Regions from separate parts of the Mus musculus genome. Here regions 1 and 3 are each linked to region 2. The links are chromatin contacts, called in public HiChIP or PLAC-seq and promoter capture Hi-C maps. All regions are on one chromosome and are shown on one strand. Each heading gives the region's core, a stretch centred on a gene start, on an enhancer-like site or on the middle of the called end of the contact. The rest is flanking DNA. Distances are from core to core; before and after follow the strand shown.

Region 1 (4,572 bases), core at 928-3,427, 590 kb after region 2:
GTTCTGTACATGGACCTCCAGTGCTCTCAGGAAGGAGGGAAGACAGGAGCTGTTATTTATTGGTTCTCTGCTGCTCATCTCGGTGATTCAGCCCAACCTACACTGCATACTTGGCCCATTTACTAGAGCAGTCACCAGCACTCTGTGCTCCTTTGATCACCTCACCTCCCACTGTGCCATCGGTCCAGCCAGCCCCTGTCTTTTGTCCTGCTCCAGTGCTCCAGGACTCTTAACTGAAACACAAGCTCTTCCAGATTGAGCCTTCTACAGACTGGCTGCTCAGACAAAGATCACCTAATCTGCCCAGCTCCCAACCCTGTGAGCTGCCATTGCCAGGCATGGCTTCATTATAGTCTTCCAGGGAGCCCTTACCAGCGGAGCAAAACTAAACTCGTTCAGATCTTCTCTTCTGCCATACTGTTGCTGAGCCCGTTTCCTGTTCCCTGGCGGCCTTCCATGAGTCCCTCTGATGGCAAGTCCCCTTCTCGCTTGCTTCTGCAGAGCAAAGGACTGGTTGTTTTGAGGCCCTACTTCTTGCTTTACTTTTGGTCACACTGCATCTTCTGCCCACTCCGCTGTCCTCCTATCTCTGGCTACAGAATATCACTTAGATAAGAGCACACAACGATGTTTCATGTATTTTCCCTGATGATGTACACAGTGCCTGGTACAGTGTCTGCCATGGTGGAAAGCCCACGAACATTTGAACAGAGAAGAAGCCAAAAGACAAAGGAGAGTAGATTGGACCCTGCTGCTGTTCTATGTGCATGTACGCATTTCCTTTTTAAGGTTTCATTGTGTATATTCATCAGCGTCTATTTTCTTCTCATCCCTAGAAGCCCAGTGAAGTTAGTGCTGTCATCCCTGATACGTATGTGCAGAGAAAACTCATAGAAGTCACTCTGCTTGTAGGGGGAAGAACTTCCTGTCTTTCACAAGCCTGCTCGATGCCGTCACTTCTGAAAAGCCTTAGTATGCCCCTAGCCTTCCATGGCACTGTTCACTCATGGGCGTCTCTACAGAAATGACATTGTGCGTGGCTCCTGTGCCAGGTGCATTACGCCCTCCTCCTTGCCACTGCTTACATGAGGGCTTCTGGTATGTGGGGTCTTTGACAGTTTTCACTTTCTGTCTCACACTCCATATGCCAGTCTTAGCTCTATAACCTCAGACAAGTTATGAGTTCCTCAGGTGGGTGGAAGTGTTTCTTCTTTTATGTGACCCTTGTTGGACATACATAAGGGATTGTTGCGTAGTGACCATTTCCCGTCTGCTGAGTTGGAGGCTCTGGGACATGAGTCTGGTAACGTCTTCATCACTAGGCTGTTCTTCAGATCTCACTTGCATCTTTCTGTTGTTCCCTGCAGAGGGCCTCCCCTTCTCCAGTAGCCTGTCTGCCTCTTCCAGTCAAGCACTGGTAGTCCTTAGATATGACGAATATGGTGACTAACTGAGAAGCCTCTTTGTAAAGACCTCAAAAGCAATCACAGGTTTAAATGTGTGTTTGCAGATAAATACATACATATGTTTGCATATAAACAAAGATTTTGTCATCTTCTTTAAGTGCTTAACTCGCATGTGCTTACTAAGACATCTCTGCAGACTGTAAATTAAAAGAATAGCCAGCCACCGAGAGTTCCAAGACCAAGAGTTCCAAGACAAAAAATCCGCAAAAATTCTTTGAAAAATTTTTGGCTAGAAAATTATTTTAATTGACTTTTTAGTACAACTTTTGATGTTAAATATAATGTCAGTGGCAGAGAATCTAAAATAATAAGCATACTTGGGATCTTTAAAAATCCATTGTCAGTGTCCACCATGTGCAGATTTTAGTTGATTATAGTGAAATGACTGGCGGGGAGAAAGAAAGGTGTTCTAGTAAGTACTCATAAGGAATTCCAGAAGCTTCTGGGAGCTAGGACCACTGGTTCTGGAGGCACTGCACCATCTTTGGGTTCTCCAGTGGCATGGAGGGCTGCTTCTGAGCAGGCCTGGCCCTCCTCTCAGGTTTGCTTCTCAGCTTTCCCTGGTTCCTTTGGAGGAGAGGAAGTGTGTGTGTGTGTGTGGGGGGGGGGGGGGGTCTGGAGAAGCCTGAGGGCAGAACCCATGGGTTGCTGAAGTGAGCGAGCCCTGTGGTTGCCATGCCAAGGCCTGGCTGGTGCTGGCTCAAGCTCCGTGTTTGCTTTGTGGGAGCATGCCGGAACTGACCTTTCACTTGCCCTTCACGCTCTGGGTGACTCAAACGCTGAGCCATTGTTTTAGGAACTGATTATGCTTTGACAGTATGGCAGAGGTATTTCCTCAGTGCTGGGCCGAGGCTGGGAGGTGGGTAGATTTTGGTATGATTTTGCTTCAATTGGGAGGACCGCTTTTCTCTTTCTTTGGGTATTGTTTTGCTTTTTCCATCTGTAATACACATGCCAGTCCCAGATGCTGAAATTCACCTGAACCTGTCCAAAAATTGCCAAGAGATCTTGTAGCTTTCACTGGCAGCTTGTAGCCTTAGTGTGGCATTTCTGTTAAAGGCTCACTCTATCCTTGCCATCATATGGAGGCCAAGAGTCAAAACAGACAAATGTGGAAATGTAAGCCATATAAAGCTCTGTGCTTGTAAATCTTCATAGTAGAGCAACTATAACAGTGTGAAGGGAGGCTTTTATTACGTAGATTCATGGAATCTGCCCTCTCTGAAAGTTTGGAGTTGCCGGTTAAATACGTATGTATTTTTCAAAGGAAATCATCAAAAAGGACATTCCGCTCTTATTACAAAGTTATTTTAGGGGTAAATATTTTGATAGATGTGGTTCGGTGCACCTGGGAGCTGAGCCGTAGCTTGAGGCGGTTAGAACAGATGGAGCTCTGAGATAGTTCAAGGCTTGGGTTTTCCCCTGTGCAAGCACATGGCTGGTGGGCCGCAGGAACCTTAACTTTCTCCATGCTGATGTTAGAAAAGTAGCTTTCTTATGGAAAGGTCTCATTACTGAAGCGTTCGGGGACCATCGTAGGTCTTCTCTGAAATAAATGTATAGTGAGGTCTGTTGTGTACACACATTTTATTAAGAGAGAGAATGCAGTCTCTGGCCAGGAGTAAGTCATGTCAGGACTGCCTACATTTGCATCAAATGCAAAGGTCTGGGATTTGGGCGCTGACTGACTGACAGGAACAGCAGAAGCTTAGCAAGACAGAAAGACTGCTGTGAGCTTCCTTCTTTTTTGAAGTTGAGTTGAATCACTAGTCAGATTGAAATCCTAGCATATAATTTTTAAAAATAGTCTAGTGTGTCATCCAACCTTGTCAGGAAATCAGTGTACACGAGCACAGCTCTGGCTGCTTCCCGTGCTCACCTGCCATTTCAGTAGAGAGCTTGCTTGGCTAGGGACATTCTACAATTCTAACACTTCTCCCTCTTTGACTAAAGTGATCTTTTGTCAGCCATGAAAGTATTTGTCCTTGTGAAAGTCACCTCGTAGGAGCCGGGTGGTTTGGTAACCTGAGTCCAGTCATGGGGCCCCGTTCATAAGTTAGTGATCTTGGAACAGGGACCATGTTTGTTGGTGTGATTTGTCTCTGTTTTGGTTTGGTTTTGTTGAGAAAGTCTCACTGTGTAGCCCAGGCTGGCCTGGAAATCAAGCCAATCCTGGCTCGGTCCCCTAAGTGATGAGTTTTACAGGTATGAGCTACCACACCCAGTCGTTTGTCACTTCTTATTTCCTATCTCAGAATAAGTTCCCCAAGGGCAGAAACCACCTTTCTGTTCTCATCGAGTAGTTGTTGATGATTTGTTGACGGACACATAGCTGAGAACTGTTTGTGTAACCCCCCCCCCCCCGCCCCCAGCTCTGAGTTAACACATGGTGATGGTGATTTTTCAGCACTTCCTTATTAGTAGCACAGGCAGGAACATGGATATTGCAAGCTCGCCAAGCGCTAACCCTTCCCACCCTTGGTAAGAGTTCCTGATAAACCTTTGGCTTCTGAGGAGAGAGAACTAAGCCCCAGTACCTCCTCAGCAACCGCCTTTCTAGATGCGGGAAGTGGATCTGGACTGTCAGAGCTGTTCTAGTGTCATGGAGGTGTCCTGTGTTTGCAGCAGCTGCTAGCCCTATTGTGCTCTTTCACTGAACGCTCTATTAGCCTTTGTGCCATCTGCTTATTTGAGACAATACAGCTGGGTTGACTGCAGCCATTCCAACAATCAGGATTTTCTTTTTAACAATGTGAACATTGCATACTGCCTCTCATTGTACACAGTATTAAGACAAAAAATACCATTTAGAAATGGTTGTGCTAAGCTCATTTTAAAATAAAAAGGTTCTATTTAAAGTTCAGCTGGTTATAGTATAAACCGGTTCTGATGACTCATTCTAGCGATACTTTTACCCCCCACCTGTGCTTTTAGTAGTTGTTTGGGGCCCAGACAGGAAAAACCCTTACATTATGTAGATTACTTATTTCAGGCACTTGATTTAGTAGCAACTTGTTGACTAATTGAGGAAACACTTTTAGTTAGAAATAATTAGAAACACTAGAACATCCAATTTGGTGAAGGGCATTGCATTATAGGTGTAGTT
Region 2 (4,606 bases), core at 563-3,062:
AGCACTTGGGAGGCAGAGGCAGGTGGATTTCTGTGTTCGAGGCCAGCCTGGTCTACAGAGTGAGTTCAGGACAGCCAGAACTACAGAGCAACCCCGTCTCAAAAACAACAACAAAAACCCTTCATTCCGCTTTTTAATATATATTATTGCTCCACAAAATAAGGTTTCCTCACTTATTCTGTAAGTCTGTGTGAGCCCTTCTCTTTAGTTCTTTGGATAAGCAACCACGAACCTGGAAACGCCCAGCGTAGACTCTTAACAACCAGGAACAGGGACAGACAGTATGAGGTGAGGAGTGAGGGCTCTTGTGCCCTCTCCAGGACATACCACTTCCTAGCACATCACATCAAGAACCCAGAACACCTAACCTTCACTTCAGGCTTTCTCACAGAGTTTTTGAAAAACCTGCTAACATTCTCCCCACGTTTGCTTTGACTGGCCATAGGCCTCACGTCTCTGGTGTGGAAACTAACTCACGACTAGATTTCTCACAACTCCATATTTAAATACAGTGTCTTGGGAAAATATATTGCTTAAGGTGTCTCTCAGATTTTACTGTATAACCTTAACCACTCTCCTGATTCCACTTTTGAGTGCTCGGAGGATGTCTCTATTTGGATGTCCTTTAACTCACGAATGGACCTAATCTATTAGATCCAGATGGCCTAGGTATTTCTTAACCTGCCATCTTTGGGTCTTCACTTCCCACAACAGGCATGAACAGTCAGTGCTAAATGCTATGCACAACCATCCCATTTCTCTTTTTCTATTCTTTTCCCTGTTTGCAAAACCTGAAATACTTACATTCGTCCCCTTATCTGCCACAAAATCTACAAAACGACTATCAGGGTAACCTCCTCCCTGTCACTTCCCACCCTTAAATAGCAGGGAAAGTCCACAACGACGAGGTTCATACTGAGACTACCCACATCGGTATCCCAGAAGGCAAGACTCTTTCCGTACAACTGGCACTCAAAGATTTGCTGAAAAGCCTTCATTGGAACGCCACTCCCAATAGAAGTGAAATTTAAGTAATCGAGACTTTAGGGTTCCAAGTTATCCTTCCAACCCTGACTCTTACAATGTCCCCCATTTTGAATCCTTGCCGCACTCTCCAGCTGTCGGATGGATCGTGGAACTTGCGAGGCGACACAATTTGCCACCCCCTCCCGTCTGAGGACTCCCGTTTATGTCTAGATGGCCTGTGAGCAGGACTTGGCCACATTCCCGGGACTCAATGTCAAGCCTCCCAGAGTTGTCTGTGGTATGAAGGGATGACTGAGTGAACCGGTACCTTGGAGGGACTGTCAGGCCGGCCATGTAGAAGAGTTCACGAAAGACAGAAGAAAAGTGATTGGCTTGGGGGGCGGTGCTTTTTGAGAGATGGGAGGACTCGGGGACTAGCCCATGCTAGGCGATCAGTCTACGGCTGAAGCACACCCCACACCTATTCCTCTCTTTCCAGTTGAATTAAACACACACAAAAAAAGCACAAGTCACAATGATTCATTGCCCGGGAATGCTCATAAATGAACATGCACTAGGGAAACCATCCTCCAGCAAGAACCAGATCAGTCATTGCCAGCACGCGAGGCCTCCGGGCATCTTCCGTGCCCTGGAAAGGCCATGCCGCGAAAAGGGGACCCGGGACTGTCAGCGAGGCTCACGACCAAGACAAACCTGCCCTTACCCACGAACTTGAAGAGACTCATGACGGCGCGGCAGGCTCCTCCCAGGGAAAAGCGGAAGTGGCTCAGAGCACGCTCGTCCTTCCGGTTCCGCCTCACAACCGCCCGCTTCCGGGTTCCCGGCAGCCCCCGCGGCGGCCGCTGAAGGTGAGCCGGACGCTATGGCGTTCTGCGCTCCCCCGGCCTACCTGACCCACCAGCAGAAGGTGCTGCGGCTGTATAAGCGCGCGCTGCGCCACCTCGAGTCATGGTGTATCCACAGGTGGGGAGAGGGGACCCGGGGCTCGGGGACGGAAGCCGAGGGGCCCCGTGGGCCAGGCTGATCAAGGACTTGGGGGACACAGTGAAGGGAGCCCGCCCTTGAACCCGGGTCCCGATGCAGTCCTCTCTGCTTGATCTGGCGGAGATGATTGTGTGGGGCGCAACCAGGACCCAGCGTAGAAAGTTGCATGAAGAAATAAAAAGTACCTAGGACTGTCATTGTCATGGATCTAAAGCTAACGTTTTTATGACTCTGTCGTCCCTAACCTTAACAGTAATTTGTCCATTATCTTTAGTTTGCAGAGTAACTCAGATATTAGTGATTATTTTAGCCTGATTTTACAGATAAGCAGGCTCATTCTATTCCACCTCCTACGTCATTTTATTTCTTTAACCATTGTTACTAGTCTTCTCGTTAAGTCTCATACGGTGGCATATGTTGGGGGAGACAGATATTCTCCATTACATTATGAGTTTGAGGCTAGGCCAAAAAAAAAAAAATACCCTTCTTACAAACAAACAAACAACAATATAGTGTTAAAACGTGTAGACTTTCATGACCTAAAAGAAATGCAAGGGGCAGTGACAACCGAAGATGTGTAAGTCCCATACCGCTACACTCTTACCCTAAAACCTAATCCCACAAGGAGGACTTCCAAGAAAAAGATGGAAAATCAAGTAACCCTGTAAGACCTGCAGAGGGTAACCCTGGAATCCTAGGATACAAGTTTGTGGTTACATCTCTTTGTTATGCAGGCTGGTGCAGTGTACAATGCTGAACAGTTGCTAGCTTCTTTCCTAAGTTTTTCTTATTTATTTAACAGAATTTGCAATTCAGCGTCCATTCTGGATGGCAAATAAATGACAGTTAACCCTTGATTTTGAGCTGCAATCCCATGGATTAACGGGGAACGTGACGGGGAAACTCAGAAGGAACAGTGTTACTGAAGAAGTTAAGACTTCAAGAATCCAGACAGTGTTATAGTACAGTTGGAGATATTAGGGCTCATATTCATGGAGGGAATAATCAAACTAGCTACTATGACAGCACTAACAGATTTGAAAGCTGACATCTTTTCTTAGTCCTTGTCCGCATCAGTTCCCTTAAAACAAAACAAACAAAAAAACCCGTGTTGATATCACCTGTGTGACAACCTTGCCTTCCTCCTTGTTGGGACAGCACTGCTGGCATGCTAGGCCAGCTGGCCTGTAAACTTGTGGGCATCTGTCACATCCTGTCGTCCTGAGGAGGGGTGCTGGGACCACTGATGTGTGCTCCCATGTCTAGCTTTACGTGGGTTTTAGGACTCCAAACTCGGTCCTAATGCTTGCATGGTACTTTACCTACTGAGCCACATCCCCCTAGCCCTCATTTGTCTTCTAGGACATTCACTGGTTCCGCCTAAGGCTCTGTCTTAGGCACTGTGTCTCCTTAGGATGTCCTCAGTGTTGGTGCTTGAATTAGCTGTATTTCTAGTTGTCTATGAGGTCATCTGCTATCTACTAAACTGAGTTTATCCAAATTCTTTAAAACCAAGCTTTTTTTTTTTTTAATTCCTCATGCTGATTATATTCTCAAATTTCCAGCTAATGACATTACTAGCAATTCAGCTGTCTAGGTGACCTCAAGGGTTCCCTAGTTCCCCTTCTGCCTCTAACACACATCCTCATACATTGGACCTTATTGGACACTGCTTTTTGTAAATTTTTTTTTTTTTTTTTTGGTGTAATGACTGTTGTATCACTGAGAACTTGAAACCTGCCAACCACTTTGTGAAGTGTACTTTTGTATATATGCTCTTGAAATGTGTATGTCAGCCTTTCCATTAAGTAACTCTCCCAGACTATACAGCTCGTTTAGCAGTAGTCTAGAGAGGCTCCCTCTCATGACTTGGTGGTCTGGATGGGTATTTTGTTTTGTTTTCTTGGGTCTTGTCTGACAGCGACACGGGTCTTCCCATCTTTTGCTAGATGCTGTGCCAAATCCTGGAGATGGCACGGGTGATCTAGCAGAAGATGAGAGGACCTGTGGTAGTCGCCAATGAGTGCCTATCGAATGAACCTGCAAAGGTTGTCACCTTTTCCTTTCCTGTCGAAATCCTTAGAGGAGAGAGGATTGCACTTAATGCACCGTGCTGTTACTGATGATGGGGAAGTGGCCCGGCTGTACTAGTTCAGCATCTGTTGCTGTTCCGAGGGCCACGGAGGAAGAGCTCACGGCGGCCTGAAGTTGATGAGGTGCCAGAAAGGTGCTCATCTGGCATGCATTGATAAGTGCTGCCCACTCAAGTAGATAACGGTTCTGATGTCCACACTCATTTCGATTTAAGGGACAAGTACCGGTACTTTGCTTGCTTGATGAGAGCCCGGTTTGAAGAACATAAGAATGAGAAGGATATGATGAGGGCTACCCAGCTGCTGAGGGAGGCAGAAGAAGAATTCTGGCAGAATCAGCATCCTCAGCCGTATATCTTCCCAGACTCTCCGGGGGGCACTTCCTTCGAGAGATATGAGTGCTACAAGGTAGGTGAAGGGTACCTGGCAGGACTCCAGCCTTGTCCCCAGGCCCACACCTCTGCCTTATATACCATGTGCCATTTGAGCCGTGGCCAGATTTTTCCCTGACCGCTGAACTTTTTCCTCTCTTCTTTTCATAA
Region 3 (4,880 bases), core at 926-3,425, 610 kb before region 2:
TACAGGGTTCTGCATGATGTCCTCACCCCCAAAAAGATAGAGTCTTTGGTCCTTCACTGCTACGGCAGGGTGGAGCACAGCCACTGGCATGCCAGCCATGCTCTCCCAGACGTCACGGATGCTGTCATACCTCTCCATGGAGGCCAGAAGCTCCTGCCCTTCTCCAGTACCCCCAATGGAGAAGATGAAGTTCCTGTGGGTGGTGCTTCTGTGGGAGTAGCGGGCTGCCAGCATGGGCTCCCCCACCCTCCACTGGTTGAGTTTCAGAGAAAAGATATACACACCACAGCTAATGAGACTCTTTCCCTCACTGACAGTCATGCCCCCGAGCACATAGACGCTCCGGTGCAAGGTGACAGCTGAGGCCTTGTACAACCGTATGGGAAGCTTGGCTAGGCTCTGCCACTGGCCAGTCTGTCCACTGTAGAGCAAGACATCCCTGGTGGTCTGCTGGTTGTCCTTCCGTCCCCCAAGGAGGAGGAGGAAGTCTTGGTAGGAGCTCCTTGGGGGCATGCGCCATAGGAGTTTACAATCCTGGGCACTGGGACCATACAAAGAGAAGATCTGTTTCCTGGCCATCTCCAGGATGGCCTGGCAAGCAGGCGAGGACTGGAGGAGGGCGTCATTGGCAATGAAGTGATGGAAGAAGGCTGGGTGGATGTACTGCAGGCGGACCTGCTGCAGCAGTTCCTGCATGTGCCTCCACCGGGCTTGAAGGTCATGCTTCACCCAAGCCATGAGGGCCTCGAACACCTTTTCCTCCTCACCACAGAGCCTGTCATCTCCCAGGTAGTCCCTCAGCTCCATGGCGCAGAGCTCCTTCAGGTCAGCTGATGCTGCCACCTCTGGGAAGTAAGTCAGGGCCACCTCCTTCGCTTTCTTCTTAAGGCTGTCACAGCTTAAGATTTCTGCGAGTCTGACTAGGCCCAGGCAATTGCTGGGGGCCAGCTGGCTCTGGAGGTATGAGGAGCAGGCCTCAAACACCCGGGGATACTGCAGCATGGCAGCAGCCTCCATCAGTGGGAGGACGTTGGCAGCTGAGATATGAACCTCTCCCGTATACACATACGTAATGACCTGCTCCAGAGTTGTGGAACTGATGCCTTTCATCTGCACTTTGGCCTCTCTGCTCTCCCGGAAGTGGCTGCAGAACATGGCCTTGAAGTAGGGGCTGCTGGAGGCCAGCACACTGCGGTGACAAGGGACCTCCCAGGCCCCGGAGCAGATGCTCACATCAGTCAGGATCTTGCTTTGTCTTAAGCCATTGAGCTGTCTTAACAAGTCAGAGGAGAAGCTGTGGTCTTTGAAGACAACCCCATCTGGTAACTCCTCATCCATCCTACAAAGAAGAAGGGATGCTTCAGACGGAAGCAAAATCAAGGCTTTCTCACAGAGTACACTGGAAGGGTTAGCTGTGGGGGCTCCAAGTCTCATTTATCTATTTACCACTATCTATTTACCAAGACAGTGGAATCACGAACAGTAGACCACATTGTACATCCAAGAGGAAACCACCCTCACCCTAGACCACAGAGTGATCTACTTCAGGCTGTTATTATCTTCAGAGATAAAAGACACACAGCATCTCCAGCTATGCACAGGCATCTTCCAACCAAAGTGAATAGTCAGGGACTCACATATTAGCCTGACACGAGAATAGTCCATGCCTTTGATAAGAAAGGTACACTTTTGTCCAGATTCTCATCAGATTTGCCAGGTAATTCATCTAGGAATCTTTCTGAGGGTTAGTTGCTCACCAAGGCTAGAATTCGAGGGTGTGGTCATCTGGTCACAGAAGTGATGGGGTCACAGTGGGCTGCTGCAAGATCTAGATAGAAGACTCTGGGCTCTTTGGTTTTTATTTTAAAGATGCAATTAATAGAGAACAAAGACCAAACACTTCTGTGGTTTATTGGTGACACTGGCTGTCTGCCTGCTGAGAAATGACATATGAGGGACACTTACCTTGTTTTGCTGCAGTGACATCCACTGATGCTGGGTCTGTCTTGTCCTCTCAAGATTTCTACCTTAGGCTCGGAATAAAACCATAAAGCCCGGGCCTTTCCGTTGGCAAGTTCTCTGTCCTCGGAGAGTTCTGGGTTTGTTTATGCTGCAGGCACTTTCACAGTTTCTAGAGCTCTGTACAAGGGCTGCCGGGCAGGCAGACAGTGTATACATTCCAAGGCTAAGAATAGCCGCATATGTACTTTCCAATGTTATGACATGTGACTTTCCAGTTGCCTTTTGCAGCCACCCGAGGGCCTGCAGGGCTGCGCATGCCCACATGCCTTGTTTCCTTGGCGAGTGTTTACATCGGTATAAATAGAAAGAGAGGAACGCGTTCTCTGAACAAGGCTTTGCTGCCCATTTGGACACATCCCGAGCCCCTTGTCCTAAGAGTGCCTGGGAACTCTAGATGTCTGTAAACAGGTTGCTGTGACCTGTGCAGAATCATTGAAGGCAGCTCTGGGTCACAGTCGAGGTAGCAGGTGCTCATGGGAGGGGCAGAGAGTGGACAGAGCCCTGGGTGCTCTTCAGGGGACATCCATGTAGCACCTCCTGCCTGAGAGGACTTCTGTGAGGGCTCCAGTTTCCCTTTTAGGCTATCAAGGCAAAGGAGCCCAGAGGAAAGGCTCTTTTTGCTTGTTTTTTGCTTGCTTGCTTGCTTGCTTGCTTGCTTGCTTGCTTGCTTGCTTGCTTCTTAAATATTTTTAGTAATCTGTATAGTCTTGTGAAAGTCCTGACTCTAATCAGGCATTCTGTCCCCATGTCTGTCTGTCTGTCTCCCCCCCTCCCTCCCTCCCTCCCTCCCTCCTTCCCTTCCTCCCTCCCTTCCTTTCTCGCTCCCTATTTGTGTATTCTGACTTATAACAACTGTTGAGTCTGCCACCTGCCCCTTCTGGATACCTGCTAACTGCTCTTCAGCTGGGCTCTCTTACACTCAGCCTTCCTTTTCTGTCTCCTCTCACCAGACAGAAGTGAGTTAGATGCAAGGGGCAAGGCACAGTGATCCAGGTGGAAAAAGAGCAGTGGAGAATGGGATGAGGAGAAAGGAGGAGGAGGAAGAAGAGAGGATCAGAAGGGGTAGAGGAGAGTGAAGAGGAGGGAAGGATGGAGAAAGAAGGAAGGGAAAGAGAAAGCAAGAGGGAGGGAGGGAAGAGGAAGAGAAGATAAGAAAAATAAAATGGAGAGGAAAGAAAGACTGAAGAAGGAGGGAGAAGGAGGAAGAGAAGGCAAGGTGGAGGGAGACAGAGAGGGATGGAAGGAAGAAGCTGAGGAGAAAGGAGGGGAGGGAGGAAGGAGGAGAGGGAGGGAGAAAGAATGAGGAGGAAGAGGAGGAAGAAAAGGTACTATAGAGGGAAAGAGGGTGGAAAGAAGAGGAGGAGCAGGAGGACCTGAAGAAAGAAGAGAAGGGAAATACTGGTGGGGGTGAAGAAGGCAATGGCAGAGGCGGTCAGGTCCACAGTAATGAGCGTTGGATCACCAGAAGGGCTGGGGGCGGGACAAGCATGTGTCACTCATCTGGGCACTGCTGTCCATGATTGCTCTAGTCACGAGTGAGCCACATAAAGGCCTGGCTTCCTCTTCCCACATTGCTCAGACTTTTGTGACAGTCCTTGTTTCTAGTTTCTCCACTGTTACTACCTCCACCTTGTTGGCACAGAGTAACCTCTGGGAAGACAAGTCAGGACTTGCCAGGCTCCATGTCACACCTCTGCTGGCTCCCGTGTCAAGAGCGCTTCTTAGGAGGAGGCTGGTTGGTCTCCTGACTCTTCCCAGAAACACACCTCCCACTTGCATATTTTTATACTTGCTTCATCAGACAGCTTATAAGTCCATGCACATATATGTGTTAGTATCTCCACTGGGGAGTTAGGACTGACTTGGCTTCTAAGATACTTGAGGCAGGGTGGAAGGAGTATTCTCATTCATGGTGATAGGTCATACCCCCAAAGAATTCAGCAGCTCATAGACAAAATGGATACCCAAAGCATGACATTAGGTTCAGGAGTCTAGAGGCAGAAGTAGGTGGCAGCAGAGAGCCTGTGACAAAGGGATCAGGGATGCTGGCCATTCCTGGGCTTCTGTGGCATGCTGATGACACGGGTGAGCAGTTACATCTCTGAAAGGGGCCCGATGACCCTTCGTTCTGTACTCTGTGCTTTTATGTGCATCTTCCCTTGGTCCATCTTCTGTTGCACCGTCCTCACTCATCCTTCCACATGTGGTCCATGTGCCAGCTTCTCTGAAAGTCTTCTCTGCTCTTTCTCACCTCTGCCCTGCTCCCACAACCTCTGCACCTTGGGACAGAGGCTGTGCCTCAGACCTTATACATGTCTGCTGGCCCACTGTGCCTCTCCTGTCAGTGTGGAGTCTCTGAATCCAGAAGGCTTGATCTCTTGCCGTCTTCCCAGAGTCCAGTGCAGGGTGTAACATCTAGTGGGTGGGTTATGTTAAGTTCCTGATCTGAGGAGAACAGAAGCATAATGGAGAACGGAGAAGATGGGAGCCTCATGGGGGTCTGACTAAGGCAACTCTTATGAAGGACAACATTTATTTGGGGCTGGCTTACAGGTTCAGAGGCTCAGTCCATTATCATCAAGGTGGCAGCATGGCAGTGCCTAGGAGGGCATGATGCAGGCAGAGCTGAGAGTTCTATATCTTGTTCCAATAGCAAACAGAAGACTGGCATCCAGGCTGCTAGGAGGAAACTCTCAAAGCCTACCCCCATAGTGACACCACTTCTTCCAACAAGGCCATATATCTTCCAACAAGGCCACACTTCTAGATAGTGCCACTCCCTGGGTCAAGCATATTCAAACCACCACAGGGTCTCATCTTCTTTGTAGAAGTACCAGGGTTACCACTTGCAGTGTGTG

What was found. Promoter capture Hi-C pulls out the DNA fragments that hold promoters and counts their contacts. HiChIP or PLAC-seq counts read pairs in DNA pulled down with a chosen protein or histone mark.
Region 1: a promoter capture Hi-C map of pre-B cells shows a contact between it and region 2, with 4 times the contacts expected there. The contact joins the enhancer-like site here to the promoter of Ndufb9 in region 2. A contact is called at or near these places in 5 of 39 promoter capture datasets (the 3T3-L1 cell line, liver, pre-B cells and 1 more), 5 of 115 datasets of contacts at active chromatin or transcription factors (double positive thymocytes, large pre-B cells, microglia and 2 more) and 1 of 9 other capture datasets (adipose tissue).
Region 3: a FOXA1 HiChIP or PLAC-seq map of pancreatic cancer cells shows a contact between it and region 2. The contact joins the promoter of Klhl38 here to the promoter of Ndufb9 in region 2. A contact is called at or near these places in 3 of 39 promoter capture datasets (cranial neural crest, maxillary cranial neural crest and second pharyngeal arch cranial neural crest) and 1 of 115 datasets of contacts at active chromatin or transcription factors (pancreatic cancer cells).

Annotation. Positions count from the first base shown.
Region 1 is chr15:59,522,019-59,526,590 of GRCm38.p6, forward strand. All of the region lies in intron 4 of Nsmce2 (NSE2/MMS21 homolog, SMC5-SMC6 complex SUMO ligase), which reads left to right. Among named protein-coding and RNA genes, the nearest start is that of Gm36677, 94 kb to the right of the region's middle. Within about 2 kb of position 2,178, at least 149 of the 459 cell types and tissues checked have an H3K27ac peak or open chromatin away from gene starts, as enhancers often do. A contact at or near this core is called in adipose tissue, double positive thymocytes, liver and 3 more, where this site is marked.
Region 2 is chr15:58,931,989-58,936,594 of GRCm38.p6, forward strand. It overlaps Ndufb9 (NADH:ubiquinone oxidoreductase subunit B9), which reads left to right and starts at 1,813. Exons shown (of 4, transcript NM_023172.4): 1 at 1,813-1,950; 2 at 4,280-4,472. The coding sequence starts at 1,850. Tatdn1 (TatD DNase domain containing 1) reads right to left here and starts at 1,750. Exons shown (of 12, transcript NM_001368428.1): 1 at 1,691-1,750. The coding sequence starts at 1,712. It overlaps Gm36559 (a long non-coding RNA gene), which reads right to left and starts at 1,288. Exons shown (of 2, transcript XR_875364.2): 1 at 1-1,288.
Region 3 is chr15:58,321,994-58,326,873 of GRCm38.p6, forward strand. It overlaps Klhl38 (kelch-like 38), which reads right to left and starts at 2,176. Exons shown (of 4, transcript NM_177755.3): 1 at 1,966-2,176; 2 at 1-1,339. The coding sequence starts at 1,338.